Regions from separate parts of the Ostrinia nubilalis genome. Here region 1 is linked to region 2. A link is a contact called in public Hi-C data. All regions are on one chromosome and are shown on one strand. Each heading gives the region's core, a stretch centred on a gene start, on an enhancer-like site or on the middle of the called end of the contact. The rest is flanking DNA. Distances are from core to core; before and after follow the strand shown. Region 1 holds the start of LOC135081862. Region 2 holds the start of LOC135081859 (large ribosomal subunit protein bL19m).

The links. A called contact is a pair of places that touch in the nucleus more often than the background predicts.
Region 1: a Hi-C map of whole larva shows a contact between it and region 2, with 7 times the contacts expected there. The contact joins the promoter of LOC135081862 here to the promoter of LOC135081859 in region 2. A contact is called at or near these places in 2 of 5 Hi-C or Micro-C datasets (whole body and whole larva).

The regions. Positions count from the first base shown.
Region 1 is chr20:4,789,597-4,793,146 of ilOstNubi1.1, forward strand. LOC135081862 reads left to right here and starts at 1,295. Exons shown (of 12, transcript XM_063976645.1): 1 at 1,295-1,474; 2 at 1,797-2,021; 3 at 2,525-2,623; 4 at 2,948-3,050. The coding sequence starts at 1,295. It overlaps LOC135081860, which reads left to right. Exons shown (of 3, transcript XM_063976643.1): 3 at 785-1,108. The coding sequence ends at 1,108.
Region 2 is chr20:4,619,590-4,623,215 of ilOstNubi1.1, forward strand. LOC135081859 (large ribosomal subunit protein bL19m) reads left to right here and starts at 1,286. Exons shown (of 6, transcript XM_063976642.1): 1 at 1,286-1,346; 2 at 1,422-1,658; 3 at 1,750-1,892; 4 at 2,199-2,378; 5 at 2,764-2,918; 6 at 3,149-3,344. The coding sequence starts at 1,286. The coding sequence ends at 3,281. LOC135081500 (short coiled-coil protein homolog) reads right to left here and starts at 1,017. Exons shown (of 2, transcript XM_063976215.1): 1 at 654-1,017; 2 at 1-503. The coding sequence starts at 918. The coding sequence ends at 361.

The sequences.
Region 1 (3,550 bases), core at 45-2,544, 170 kb after region 2:
ACGCAGAGCATAGCCCTTTCAGGTAGGTCTTACTGCTCGACAATAAGGTTATGTGGCTTTGTTTCGGTGTCAGGTGGTTACGATTTCACGCCTCAAAAGCTAAAACAATTTGACCACTTATTGATCTCTATCATGAAAATATCCATAATGTCCATTCCATAGCAACCGCCTTTTGTGACTGTTTTCCTAGACCACAATTACTTTCAAGGTGAGTCTTCACGGTCCACTCCTGAAAATAGATATTCTCTAACTGTATCCTTAGCAACCGCTTATTTTTCTGCCTGCCACTTTGCCCAAGTTGATTTGTCCTTAAACCACCTTCATTTTATCTAAATTAGTCACCTATTTGACTTCAAAATATACATTTTCGTATCTCTGACTGCCGAAGTAAAAAGTCTGTCCATGGAGCATTTACATTTATTTCAGTAAAAAAAGAGATTTAAATAAAATTTTAATATTTTAATTGCATAAATGGTAACGAAATCTATGCATCTCTTAAGAGAGATGCTGTCTAGGATGGTACATCTGCCCTGTAAGTGCCTATTCACTTTCGCCTTGAAAAGGATCATTTCTGCTCATTGATTAAGATCAGGCACTAGGCACCAGGTGCGATTGCGGTCAAATATCTGCCTTGTCACGCATAAAAGAAAAAGAAAGGAACATGCCTGTTTTGTGTGTGAATTCTTCAATCATATTAATCCAAAATACATCTCTAGATACTATTAAGATATCAGATTTATATGCAACTAAGTATTAAATAATGAGGTCTCGCTCTTGTTTCCAGGAAGCAAACGGCGAATTGCTATCACACAATTCGTCAGCTTTACACCACGGGCCGCGGCTGCTGAACCCGACGTCAGGATTCAACCGGCAGTGGTCGCTGTCGCAGCTGCTCGCGGAGTTCGGCGAGCTGTGCCAGTGGCTCACGCACGTGCAGGAGGAGATCTACTCTAGTCCCGAGAACCTGTCCAGCAGGAAGCTTAGAATGGTGAGAACAAAAACTTCTACCTGCTTTAGGAAAGGAACCTATGTAGATGCTCCAGAAAACTCTAAGAACGCTAGGAGAAGATCCATTCTAGTTCTAGAAATTGATCCAGAAGGAAGCTGAGGATGGTAAGTGAACACGGAATTCCAGCTGGTTTTATTCTTCTGATGACTAGAGACACGATTATAGCATCGAAAGTGGAAGCTAAGTCTTTAAGTGCTTCTTTTTCCTCTTGTGTATGGGCTGGAGAAACCCTGATGTTAGAGGACGCTGTGCCTAGCCATCAAATCATCTATCGTCAGGTGGCATATGAGTTTTTTCTTTAGATGGTCTGATAATACTAGTCTGGTAGAAGCGTCAGGGTTCAACCAGCAGTGGTCGCTGTCGCAACTGCTCGCGGAGTTCGGCGAGCTGTGCCAGTGGCTCACGCACGTGCAGGAGGAGATCTACTCTAGTCCCGAGAACCTGTCCAGCAGGAAGCTCAGAATGGTGAGTGTACATGGAATTCCAGCTAGATTAAGTCTGGGACCCCTGAAGACACGGTAGAAACCAGTAGGAAAACAGGAGACGATCTATTCTAGCTTTGGTATATAGTCCAGCAGTAAGCTAAGGATGGTGAGTATATAAGAGATTCCTTATGGTCTCATTAGTTCTTAGAAAGAGACTTCTAAGACGCTAGAAAACAGTCAATCAGGAAAAGAACGAGCAGGCTCGTCTTTGAGTGCTTCTTCTTCTTATTGCGTATGGGCCAGAAACCCTGGTGTCAAAAGATGCTTTGTGAAGCCATCCAATCATGTCCATCGTCAGGTAGAACCAAAAGTTTTCGTCAGGTGATAAAGCAGCTCCTTCTGCAAATATTCTTCTTTCTGGCTTAATTGGGTGGTCTCTGGTAATGGTTATAGCCTCAGGGTTCAACCAGCAGTGGTCGCTGTCGCAGCTGCTCGCGGAGTTCGGCGAGCTGTGCCAGTGGCTCACGCACGTGCAGGAGGAGATCTACTCTAGTCCCGAGAACTTGTCCAGCAGGAAGCTCAGAATGGTGAGTCCAGAGTCATTAAAAATGGGACCTCTAAGGACACGCTAGAAACCAGTAGGAAGCAACACCACGAGAAACGAAACCGGTAAGAAAAGTAAGAGATGATCAGCATTTTTTTCTAGTCCTGGGAACCGTTCCAGCCAGAAGATGAGGAAGCCACCTTGTCTATACATTTAAGAACGCGACACCACTGGACACCCTAGAAGTGGGAGAACCAACAAAGCAGCAAGAGCTAGAGAAACCCTGATGTTGTCATGATTATTGGCTAATTAGTTATTGTTATGATACAATTGAAGAGGCTCAAAGCCAATACACCTACAATCGAGCAGGTTAGCATATAGTGCTCCTTTCTCTTCTAGAGTAAATATGCTGGTAAACTCCGATATTCATAAACACTAATCATCTGATGCTATGTATATCTGTCTATGGTATCCATCGCCAGAAACTTTTTCTGCAGTTTAAGTTTGTAAGCGGAATTTAACTAATTCAATTACTCCCTTTTTCAGAGTCGGATGTCGGAGTTGGTGTCAGTAGAGCCCCGACGAGCTAAGTTCATGGAGCAAGCCACCGCCATCTTGGAGAGGATACCAGAAGCAAGCGCGGAGGTAATAACTCTAGTTAAATTAAATAACAATATAATTGCATTGGTTCGAAGTTATTAATTCTATTAGAGGTAATGTCCTCAACGAGACTCATTCATTACCGTAATGAATGAGTCTTCGAGGGTCTGAACTGTCTGAAGATCGTGAACCCTTATTGTTCCCTTATAGTGCTCGTTTCACGGCGGTCTTATTATGCTAAAACAATAGAAATATGAGATTTTCATTTCAAATTAAATTCCAAAGATTCCGTTATCACCGAATAATTTGTGAAATCGATGTCCTGCCACGATGTCTGGTAAATAATAATATTGTAATGTATTTTTTAAGGTAACATGGCGCATGGAACATCTGAACGTGAAGTGGGAGGGTCTCCGCCTGCTGCTGAGTCCTGAACAGCAGCATAGGGACGGAGATGGCTCCGACACTGTTGGTAAGCAGTAATAAATAGTTTTGTTTAGAATTTATTTCAAGAAATCGATAAATATATCACCCAGAACTATAGATGACCCACGCTGAACTGTCCCACCAAACTCAATGACAGGGGGGCGCTACCATCGTTCAACTATATGGTTTCCAACATGGCAAAAATCTGAACCAGCGATCCGGTATTGACGGTGGCGCCCCACTGTCAATGTCATCGACAGGACAGTCCAGTATTTTGGAACTATACCTCACTGTTTGATAGAGGCGCAGGTAACATCTAACTTTTTAGGTACTACTAGCGACATCTATGAACTGAATTCCGGTTGATTAGTTGTGTACAAAGTAGTTTAGCCAATGCGGCATAGATGGCGTTTTCATCACTAATGATAAATCTACAGTATATTACGAATAATCCAAAAGATGGCGCTGTCAACAATTGTTTTGTAATTTGATTGGATATAGGTGGCGCTAAAGTCGATTTCTGTGTGTTGGCGCCTGCCACCGCCG
Region 2 (3,626 bases), core at 36-2,535:
TGCAAAGTTAAATCATGAAACAACCTATGTACAATGTTTCTTTTGATGTGAATTATATTAATTAACCTTACAAATACAAACAGTACCATGTAATTAATGCATAAATTGATATCAACATAACAATATAATGAACAAACAGCTGTGAAAGTATTGAAACAGATTCATTGATTGCAACAAGCAAATTATTGAAATAGATTGGTCCAGGATTAAATGCTGTAACAATAAGTTTAAAAATGCTTGTACAAAATAACATGGGAATTAAAGCTAAGCCTCTTTCAAAGTTTCATAGCATCTGCATTTTCTGCAATGTCGAACACCAATTACATCTTGCTTGCTTTACATAATGAACAGTAATTAATTCTATTTCTTATGCACATTAGGAGTTGTAGATTGGAATACTGAAGAGGCAGACATTAAATTTTCTATATACTGTCCAAGAACTTGGTTTTCCGAACGTAATTTCAGGTTTTCTTCTTTGACAGAGTCCACTCTTTGAGACAGATCTGAAAATAGAAACAAACTGTTTTTAAAATGATTTGCAAGTATGAAGTAGTAACTATATGTGTGAATCATCGTTACAATAACTGTCGGAAGTCTAATAACAAAACAAAGAATGTTAAAATTGAGATCTAGGTAGAGTAAATGCAACTTACCGTCCAAAGTGTTCTGAAGCTCCAACACTTGTGATATCAATCGGGCCTTCTCCTCTTGCTCATCGATGCCCGAATCAGGCTCGAAGCTCGGAGGACCATTCAGGCCAGGGCTAGAAGATCCTCCTGTATAGGAACTGGGTAATGAGTCCATGGAACGACCATGATCTAATCGATTGTTTTCGACGTCATCAGTAATAATCACTTGTGGATCATCATCGGCCAGTGGAATATTATCATCACCACACTTCTGCATTATCGACGACATTCTCAGTTGCAGATTTTTATATAAAATTGAGAGAAACAGTAAAATGTACCGTAAACAAAATCGATATCACTTTTTTGACGTTAATGACATTTATGTCTTATAAAAACTGTAAAGATAAAAATAGCAAAGGGACTGGTTACTGTACAGTGTACGTACATGCAATATGTACCTATGCTTTTAATTTTTTACTTGGGGGAATGAAAAAAAATATTTCTTTGCAAAAGTTTGCAAGCAAGCAAATTGCAATTTAAAAAAACAAGTGTCAACTTACTTTCCCGTGAGGAGATCGTGTTTGTAAAATTATTTCGTAAAATGCGAATTTAAATCGAAATTAACTGATAAGATATACTGAATTATCTTATTCGCAATGGCGTTAGCAATAAGAAGAACCAGTGATTTATTGTGCGCCACAAAATGGTTTTGGAGAGGTTAGTATTTATCGCAGAATATTATTGTCTTTTATATCGGAGTTATTCAGTCATTTACGCTTTTATTTATTCCAGATTGCCGTTTATTATCCACACTACCAGAAAAGGCGGAGGCTCCTCAAGAAGTAGAAGTCCGACGACCAGCCAATCGCAGGCAAATTCCAAATGAAGCAGTTCTCGAATCCAGACACATTTACCCTGAATTTCTTCCTGATCCTAACCCTAATTGGAGAAACAGCTTGCGTGAGAAGCTGGAGAGAGCTGACATGCTGAAACGGAGGAGTCAAATCGATATTCCTGAATTTTATGTTGGTAAGTCTACATTGTTGAATTGCTTACAAATCTGTGCTCAGAGATAAAATAATTCGTGATTTAACTAACATGAGTGTTACCACGTTTCTAGGTTCAATCCTAGCAGTCACCATATCTGACCCTCATGCTCAGAGCAAGACCAACAGATTTGTAGGAATCTGTATTGAACGCAAAGGATGTGGTCTGCGCGCTGACTTCACTCTGCGGAATGTTGTCGATCATCAGGGAGTGGAGGTAAACTAAATAAATGAAATATTGAAAATAAAATAATGAGAATTCTAGCAAGAATAAATTTACTTAGTTAATTTATTACTTCTTCATTATTTAGTTTATTACTTCATAATTAATTGTTAGTCTGCACTCTGTATTCATTTTAACTGTGGAAGTTTGCTGATTTCTGTCCTATATTCTGTGTGTATATGAAAATTGATTGTTTTCCTAATATAAATAAATAAATTAGCCCTAGAATGGTAATGTGTCTTTTACCAGGGATTTATTTATTTCATACCAGATATCTTATTTTCTTTGTTTATCTTCTAGGTGCGATATGACCTCTATGATCCTACTATTCAGAAGATCCAAGTGTTGAGACTTGAGAAGAGGCTGGATGAAAAGCTTTTTTATTTGAGAGATGCTCTACCAGAATACAGCACATTTCCTTTCGACATGGATCCCGAAATACTGCCTGAGGGTACACCAGTGCCAATTAATCCTGTACAGGTATGTGATGATTGATAGAAATAAAATAAATAAGAAAAAGATATTATACTGGATAGGCTATTGAAATCTAATTGTGTATTGAAGAGTTAAACTTTAAAAAAATGTATGCAAACTGCAATACCTAGAATCTAGGCTTCTAGGAAACATTTAGGCCTTAGATGTTCCAGTTATTTTTGTGATGAGTAAAAAAGATTTCTCAATTAAAGAAAACTATTGTTTACCATCTTAGTAAACAAATATCTTTGACTAACAGCTGATTAAAGTTGAGTTGCATGTAGTATTTTATTACTGCTGTATTACATTACTCCTGGCCAGGACTTGGTGTACCCACATAGTAATCTATTATGAACCTGGCTACTTATTATTTATTTATATTATTTTTCAGGTGAAATTGAAGCCCAGGCCTTGGTTAGAGAGATGGGAAAGACAAGAGCTGAAGGGTATCTCAAACATTGAAGAGTATTTGAAGGAGAAAGATAGAGTCCGTAGGGAACTGAGGAAGACTCCGTGGGAGAAATATGACTTGATGAAACAGTACAGGTAAAATATTGTACTGTGTAAATAACATGATTATGAATGAAAAGATAGGGTGGTGGGATGCTGGGAGTGTTATGAATTTCAAAATGATTTTATCTTTATTGTATTAACAAGTTTAACAAAACATTAATACAATATTGAGAATTGAGATTCATTTCCCTTTCAATATTTATGTGAAAAATAAAGTTGATGAATTTTTTACTATAGCTTGAATTTGTACTTTATTTTTCTAGGAAAACAATACCGATGGAAGACCAAAGCGAGATATGGGCTGAAGTACACAACCAACTCCAACAACTACAACTAAGCAGAAAGAAGATGTCCAGAAAACGAACTTTCAGCGCGCCCAAACCGCAGCTGGGTTAACTTGCAGTACAGATAAAATTGTTTAGATTAATATTGTAGAATTAATAAATTACGTATTGCTAAGATTGTAATTTTATTAATAATCATACCACATTCTGGTCGAAATCTTCCTGGATAAAAAGTAAAAATTCATAATATCATGGCATGCATTGTCCCTCACACGACCCACTAGATGGCGCAGTAAGTTTTCTATGGCCGCCATGAGTCCATGAAGCTAAAGATAAAAATGGAGGGCAGAGTTGGAACAAAAACTTGAGTCAAATACCTACTTATATCTATCTCGCTCTCTGCGGCCCTACCTCTCTTTTTAGTGTGAACTGTAGTATTGCTATCTTCTGATTTAAA